Linked DNA regions of Mus musculus: region 2 is linked to region 1. Evidence: chromatin contacts called from public HiChIP or PLAC-seq data. All regions are on one chromosome and are shown on one strand. The core of a region is the stretch at or near the end of the contact, and the rest is flanking DNA. Distances in the headings are between cores, read along the strand shown.

Region 1 (3,850 bases), core at 528-3,027:
TCTTCAGATCCAGTCAAGTAGACAGTGATTACCTCTCACAGTTGGTGAGAAACAAGCAGCATCTGGTGACATCCTTTGACCTCAGAGGCAGTGTTACCAAAGCTAGTTAAATTCTTGCTCTTTGCAGTCTAGGGGCCAATAAATTTTCTGTGTAGACACATTGTATTGTTTTATTATTACCTACAGTAGAAATAGATCGAAGCTGTGTCTGACTCCTTGCATCAAACCTCTTCTTTGAGCACTAGCTTTCCTGTACGAGAAGGTGAAATGTGAGCAACGGAGGGAAGAAAGCAATCAATAGTCTTTCTTTCCCGGGTATGATGCCTATGAGCTGCAATAACCAAGGCATGAGATCACTAAAAGTGTCATGCTGTCACTTATATCTGAGCAATAACCAACAACTGTCTAATTTGACTTAAAGCCTAGTTGACAAGAGAAAGATCATGCCTTGCACTTGTAAACCTAGCTATCTATCTGTGGATAGTGAGTTCATGGGTCTTAGAGGAGAACCTATTACTGCCACTTTCCTAAACCAGGATAACCCCAAGTACATTGCAAATACTTATCCTTATACCCGTGAATATGTACTGCTTTTATCCCTTGTTAAAGTAGAGTATGTAGCAAACAGAGAAAATTACAAAATCCACAACTGGTCAAAATGCAGACAACAACTGACTACACGGTGCTTAGCTCTATGTGATACATCTACTACAGAACCCTTACATATCAGGCTGGGGGAGACTTGCATTGTGAATTGCAAAAGAGGCAGAGGGAAGTGTATGTCTGTTGACAGGTTGTGTCTTCTAGATATACTAGGGAAGCTACAACCATGAAATATCACCAAGATCTGAACAATGAGAACAGTTTACATGTCAACATGGATGGAGGGAGTCTTGTGGGGCCCCACCTTTACATGAAGAGCTATAGAGAGCTAATGACTGTAGAGAGAATGAGACTCAGCCTTCTCTAGGGATGAGCCCCTAACTGTATCCAATGCAAAATAGTCAGTCCTAAAAACACATACAACTCAGCAAGTTGTATTTATATATTTATTCACTTACCTGTATGCAGTGGTAGTAATTAAAGAAAAAGGCCATGAATTTGAGAGGGATGGGGGAAAATGATGTACTTCCCTTTTAATTAAGGTAAAATGCGTTAATAAAGATATTAATATATTTTAATATTTTTCATGTTGATGAGTAAAATGGCTATAACAGAATCACCTCAAAATAAATATTACATAAGTTCCAATTTCATTAAATTAAAATTATTTGTAAGTTCTACAAGACAGTACTAACTTCTCTTTCATATTTTTTTTTTTTGCTTTTTTTTAATTTAAAACTTTAGTACTCATAATAGCACATCCCAACTTTTCTTTTAACTGTGAAAATAAATGATCCATTTCCTTAAAGAAAGAACATGCTACTAAATTCGACTCAGAATGCTTTGGTTACTGACAAGAGCCAGGATGGTTTTAGAATAATCCTCTTACTTTCTTTGAAGCTAACTTAGAATTAAGAAGGACTCTAGTGTTTTGTCTAAGCCAAGGTATGACAGACAACATTTATCCTTTTATATAGCTTTCTAGGTTAGATATAAGCAAAGGTTGATGTATACTTTCATCAGAAGTCAGGTCTCTTCCCGATTAGTAGATAGCTTTTTTATTATTTAAAAATCCAGTCAGACTTTTCAGCATTCACTTGTAATCACTGGTACTTAGGAATCTGAGGAAAGAGGAGCTCTTGAACCTAGGGGTCAAGGTCAGGCTCCACAAGAAAACAGGACTCTGAAAGTTAAATAAGACCTGACAAAGGTGCTGTTGATTCTGAATATTTGGTGAGACTGAGCCCTTGATCTTCTTAGGCTAAAGTTTTCCAAATGTAGTGAAATTGAAGCTTGTAGGAAAGGATGGGCGTGGTGTTAGGAGCCACCTTTAATTAAAAAAAGAAAGAGTAGGATGGGGAGATGGCTCATTCAGGTAGGATTGCTAGCTTTTGAAGAATAAGGATCTGAGTTCAAATCTCCAGTGCTCATATAAAGAGACAGATATGGCTTGTGCCTGCAACCCCAACCTTTCAGGGTACAGACAGTCATATCTAGAGAGCTCAATGGCCATCCAGCCAAGCTGAAAGGGCTAAGCTTCCGGTTAGTAAGAAAGCCTGCCTCAAGGCAATAAGGTATCTTGTTCTGCTGTCTTCATAGCTATGCACATCCACACACTCATACACTGCATTTCATACTATAAATACACACACACACACACACACACACACACACACACACAAATAAAAGTGAAGAAAGAAAGTGATATAAAAGTCTGGGGGAAATGGTATATTTCTAGGAACTTAAAAGGCCAATATTTGCAGACTGATGGTATTCATGTGACTCTGAATAATTTGTTGACATGTGAGTCATGTGTGTCTGGTAAAACTCTTGCTGGGAAATGAGAATGTATTGAAGCAAGTCAGCAGCACCCCTTTTCCATTCTTTATCAATGTAAAGTCCTAAGGAGAAAACTCTTGCGTTCTGTTATTGCCTGCTCATGATACCATAACAAAATATTATGGACTGGAAACTTGTGAGCTACAGAAATGTGTTGCTTACAGCTCTGGAAGGTAAGAAAGCACGATCCAGCTGCATGCAGATTGAGTGTCTGGAAAAAAAAAAAAAAAACCTACTCTCTGCCGCTTACCTGGAGCTTCCTGTTGTGTTCTCACAGGGCAGAAACAAATAGCTCTCCAGCCTCACTAGCAAGGCTACTACGATCCTTTTAAGAATATCATAATAGTGGTTAAGTTTCAACATGTCAATTTTTTGAGGGACTCATACATTGAGACTGTGGCATGTTGGGAAAGGTAGTTTCTTGTCTTGATAGGTTCATTAATTCTATTTTCACAGAAAGCTGAAATACATGTGACCTTATCCCAAATGATCACATTCTGCTAGGTTTAGGCAGCAGAAACAAAATGTGGCCCCATCCACTTATCAGGTATTCATGTGTGTACTTTCAAATAAAACCCCTACAAATCTGAATAATGAGTAACCATCATTATACAAAGTAAAATTCATATAAAAGTATCTGTGACAAAATATTGTTAAAGAAATGATCACTTTGTGTCTGTCTAGATATTAGACAAATAAAAATTGCATGCCTATCATTCAATAGAATAAACATGTAATTTACAAATTGCATTTAATTAGCATTCTGTGGGCTATACATGAAAATTGGACTAGGAAAATGATCATGGCATTTGGAAGCTGTTTCAGCTGTTTCAGTTTCAGGCAATGGACAGGGCAGCTGGGGTCTCTCTGGAGTCTGGAGGAGGTCAGTTCTGTTGTTATGCTAAACAGAGAAGTAGATTAACATTTAAATGACTAGCCATAAGGCATAAAAAACCGATTTTTTACTTTAAATTATTCTCAGAGTGACATATTATAAGAATGTCACATTATGCCTTTATTCTTCCTACTGGTATATTTCCTTTACTCTTGAAAAGATGTCATGTAAAAATTTGAAAATAATAGTTATTTTTAGGAAGGACTAGTTTTCTCTAGCTATTCACGTAACTGCGCTTTGAAAGAGCAGAGTCATAGATTTGGTTCTACCAGAGAGCTATTTTTCTAAGAGTTAAAGCATGTTTAACTCTTCCAAAGAACCTAGGTCAAATATTGCTTCTGCTATAAATAAATGATAAAGTTTGAAGCATAATCAAATCATATATGAAAGCCCCATCTATTACAAGCAAATGAAAGTCAAATCTAGTAGTTTCCACAGGCTGAGTATATCTTCTTCCTATTACTTGGGCAAGAAGTACTTGAGATTTTTGGATACCCTTTGGGATGCTGAAGT
Region 2 (4,160 bases), core at 1,072-3,571, 240 kb after region 1:
AGGTAGAAGTAACCAGGCTCCCTTTCAATAATTCATTTTCATGGGAAATGACCCAGTCCATAAGATCTGCTTTAACATTTGTGAGGTTAGTGCCTGTGACCTAATTCACTACTCACCAACATTGTCATACTGTAAAGGTCCATGATTCACAGAAGAATGATACCCCAAATTCAAATAGTATGTATACACAAAGAGCATTTTATTCTGCAGAAGTCTAGCATGCTGGGGTCTACCATCTACCATGACAGAAACATCCAGTGAGCTCAAAGGCCTGATTTAAAGCACATTAGAGGAATTCCAGGGATGGGTAGGTGACCTCTATCTTAATCATTGGCTCTATCTCTAGGGACATTCCAGAACCAGTGCTGAGATGTAGGGGGCTAGAAACTGTTGGTGGGGAAGTTTGGAAACTGTTGATGACCTATTGTTCTTACCTCGGGTCAGGTGATGGGGTAGGGCAGGTTCTGAGGTCTTGGAAACAGAGATTAAGGCCTAGTCTTCTGAACTACCAATGTGAAGTCTGTCATGGAGTCAGCCTAGCCTGACTTAATACAATATCTCTAGGATATGAACCTGGGTGGGGTGGGGGTCAACCATACTCAACAGTGACTTATGAGTCTGAACATTTTACTGAAGTTATGTTAGGATAATTAGCATACCCAGTTTCTCAAAACAAGAAGCTGATAAAGTTTAGGTCTGTAAATTTACAACTAAGGAAAAAAAAAAGCTGATTCTTTGAAGTATTGTTTTCTTACCTGCCCTTTAGCAGTAAATACAAGTTTTTCTCAGCATTTATGCAATAACTATGGCCAAGAAAATATACAGCTTATGCTTTAACTGCTAATCTTTGAAATTATCCTTTTACCACCACAGTTTATTATATTACTTCCCAGGAGAATGGCAATACCCACTATATTTGAGAAGATTTTGATAATGAAAAAGTGAGATACAGCCAGAAAGTGAAGAGTTTCAGAGTACCCTACTAGACCTTGTGAGCTCATAGGCCAACAAAGAATCTACTTTGCCAAGAAAACTACCAGATATTTAATTAGAGCTGTTGACTTACTTCATAGTACTGGGCCACACTCAATTTCACCTCACTTTGGGTGGATCAATTATGTGGTTTTAGCTGTAGGTTCTGGATTCACAGTGAGGTATTTTGATGAATGAATATCATTAACATGACACTGTTTAGTAATTAAGCTTAAAGTCCTTGAGTCTTGGTAAGTATGCTTTCTTTAAAATGCTATTTTAACTGTGGTTATCCCCAAAATAAGGAATTATATACTCACAAGGAAGTAATAAGCAATCATGCTACTGTATTGAGACCTAGGTTCATGTTCATGGTAATTTGGGGCTCAGTGAGCACAGGAGTGTTGATCAAACTGTGTAAAGATTTACAACATCTCCATTTGATTCTGTTCTGTCAGGATAAAAAGAAATTTTAAGAAGAGGTTTCCTAAAACAAAATATGTTTGGAATATAGATAAGCAAGTGAATATAATAACACCTCTTTATTAATTTCTACTTTAGAATTTTAAAATAGATTTGAGTTTTTGTTTAACTCTATTTGTAGTAGACTATAAGACCAATACTAGTAGTTGTTTGGACAAAGGACTTTGGACAAAGGACTGAGGTATGTATTTTACATATCAAAGCAGAACTGGCCTTCAGGTTCTCCCAGCATTCCCCAATCCTTACCTGACATACCTTGCCCCCAATCCTAAACTCCCAGCCCAGGAGCTGGGCTGCCATTCCCTCAGAGGCTTTTCCTATATAACCCAGACATTTTTGTCTTTCTTGCTCTCTTCTTCTTCTCTTTTCTCTGTACTCATGCTCTTTCTCTCTTTCTCTCCTCCCACTTCCCCTTGGAGATTCCCCTGGCCTCAATCCTAATTCCTAACTAACCTGCCTTTAATCTAATCTAATCTATTTTGAAATGGATCTTTTCATTGACATTGGAGATATAACCTATCAGTAATTATTATGGAAATATGAGGCTATGCTTAATGTTTTGAATATTAAGTATCAAAACCAAAAGATAGAAACTTTGATTTAAATAAAACCCAGCAATTTACCTATGGGTTAAAAGAAAGCAGGCACATTTAAAGCTGAAATATTCTAGCTGTAGAGACCAGCTGAAAGTTTGAATTCTTTTATTTGTCTCTCTTAAATCTGACTCAGCCTGTGCAGTATATGGATGGCTAGGTGGCAGCAAACAGCTTACAAGTGCTAGCAGGAAGTGAGCCAGACACTGTAGGAGCCCAGTGGAGGTGTTGAGAGCGGTGTGTTCAGCTCTCTGCTGAGCTAAATTATGTTGATGCCTGGGAGTGGCTGCTTCTCTCTGGCCTCTATTCTCCTCTCAGGTCTGTGTTAAGAATCAGCTAGAGGCATCAGATCCCTGGTGGGTTGGAGTTCAAGGGCTTGTGAGCCACCTGGCCTGGGTGATGGGAACCAAGCCTCTCATCCTCTAAGTCTCCCTCCAGTCCATTTTTCTTTTTCTATTGTCTCCTCCTTTCTATAATTAGATGATATCTTTAAATTGATACCCGCTAATAACAGGCTTCTTCTTCTTTTTTTTTTTAATTCTTGAGATTATAATGAAATTATATCATTCCTCCCTTCCCTTGCCTGGCCCCAAACTCTGTCTGTCATATACCCACTTCCTTGTCTTCTTTGAAATTCGTGACCTCCCTTCCTCTTTCTTGTTATTGTTGTTACAAGTATATATGTGCAAGTGTGTGAATATGTGTGTGCATGTATGCCTGTGGGGGTGTGTGGGGGTGTATGTACACATGCACACGCACGTGCACATGTGTGTATGTGATTGTGTCTTTTCCTTCCCTGTTATACTTGAGTTGCTAGGCTGACCATTTGATATTGGATGATCAGTTGGTGTGCTCTTAACTAGGGAAGATTTTCCACCCTTACCTCTGTAGTTGTCTATGGGCCTGTTTTAGCATGGCTGCTGTTGGAGCTTCAGTTGTCTCTGGGTAAACGTAGATTCTCTATGCAGACTGGGACGGAGACAGCATTCAGTGTAACCACCTTGACTGTGTACATGATAGTTGTTAATGAAAAAAAAAAAACAAAACAAGTGAAAAGTTAAAGAGCATAATTGCATACAAAAAGTCAGGCAGGACTTGCAGATAAGGTACAGTGGCATTGTACTTGTCTTACTTGTAAGACACCCTTCATTTGATCCCAGCACTATAAAGATAATAATGTTAGGCAATCAGACAAATCATCATTTCTTTTCCTGCCTCAGGGGTCCAACATTACTGACACCTGTACTGAGATGCTGATGTGTGGAGTCCTAATGAAAATTTCTTCCGGAAATATTCAAGAACGAGTGTTTTTTCTTTTTGATAATCTTTTAGTATACTGCAAAAGAAAACACAGGTAAGCTTATAAAAATTCACATTTTGGAATTATTATTTTGATCTTACAGGATCCCCACAGGAATCCTAGAACTCATCTCACTAATAACCCATTTCAGCCCAGCCTGCTTGCTTGCTTTCTTTACCTGCTGGGTAATCATGGCCAATGACTCAGTATCTCTTGTGACTTTCCCCCAACAGCTCTTTCAAGGGGAGGCATAACCTATCAGAGATGTTGGTGTGTTCCCCCTTTCTTAGTTAGCTTCTGAGCCATTTCTTCCTGTATCTGTAGGAGAGTTGGCAATGTGAGATTCTGTTCATATGTTTTCCCAATTGATCACTCACAGAACATAGTGTCTCTGCTTTGATCTCTGATCAATTTCCAGTCTGCTTCTGTCATCATCCAGGCTATTTTCAAAATTCCTGTACGTGACACATTGAGAACCTTGGGCCCCCATTCCCTTCCCTGTTAACACCTCTGCCACCAGTCCTATGCTGGTACCTGAAGCTTGTTAGCACTAGCAGTTATGAATTTGAACCTCCACTTTAATCATCCCATCCTGAAAGCTAGTGTGTCTATCATCAAATCCAGAACTTTTGCAAAATTATTATCAGTATACTGGTGTAATGTGATCTTATCGTCACCCAGAAAATTACTGAAAGGTTATATTGAAGTAAAATCTTATTATGTCTATAGTAGATATCCTTATTCACAATGCAGACTGCACAGTGGCTAGAAATGGGAATAACTTGATCAGTAATTCTCAACCTGTGGGCTGT

The links. HiChIP or PLAC-seq counts read pairs in DNA pulled down with a chosen protein or histone mark.
Region 2: an H3K27ac HiChIP or PLAC-seq map of embryonic stem cells shows a contact between it and region 1, with 9 read pairs. The contact joins two enhancer-like sites. A contact is called at or near these places in 1 of 484 Hi-C or Micro-C datasets (embryonic stem cells), 7 of 115 datasets of contacts at active chromatin or transcription factors (the SCID.adh cell line, embryonic fibroblasts and embryonic stem cells) and 3 of 9 other capture datasets (adipose tissue, embryonic stem cells and pancreatic islet).

Annotation. Positions count from the first base shown.
Region 1 is chr1:10,851,389-10,855,238 of GRCm38.p6, forward strand. It overlaps the pseudogene Gm28659. Among named protein-coding and RNA genes, the nearest start is that of Cpa6, 130 kb to the left of the region's middle. Within about 2 kb of position 1,778, at least 9 of the 459 cell types and tissues checked have an H3K27ac peak or open chromatin away from gene starts, as enhancers often do. A contact at or near this core is called in embryonic stem cells, where this site is marked.
Region 2 is chr1:11,095,195-11,099,354 of GRCm38.p6, forward strand. It overlaps Prex2 (phosphatidylinositol-3,4,5-trisphosphate-dependent Rac exchange factor 2), which reads left to right. Exons shown (of 40, transcript NM_029525.1): 7 at 3,269-3,402. Among named protein-coding and RNA genes, the nearest start is that of Gm24173, 37 kb to the right of the region's middle. Within about 2 kb of position 2,322, at least 28 of the 459 cell types and tissues checked have an H3K27ac peak or open chromatin away from gene starts, as enhancers often do. A contact at or near this core is called in embryonic stem cells, where this site is marked.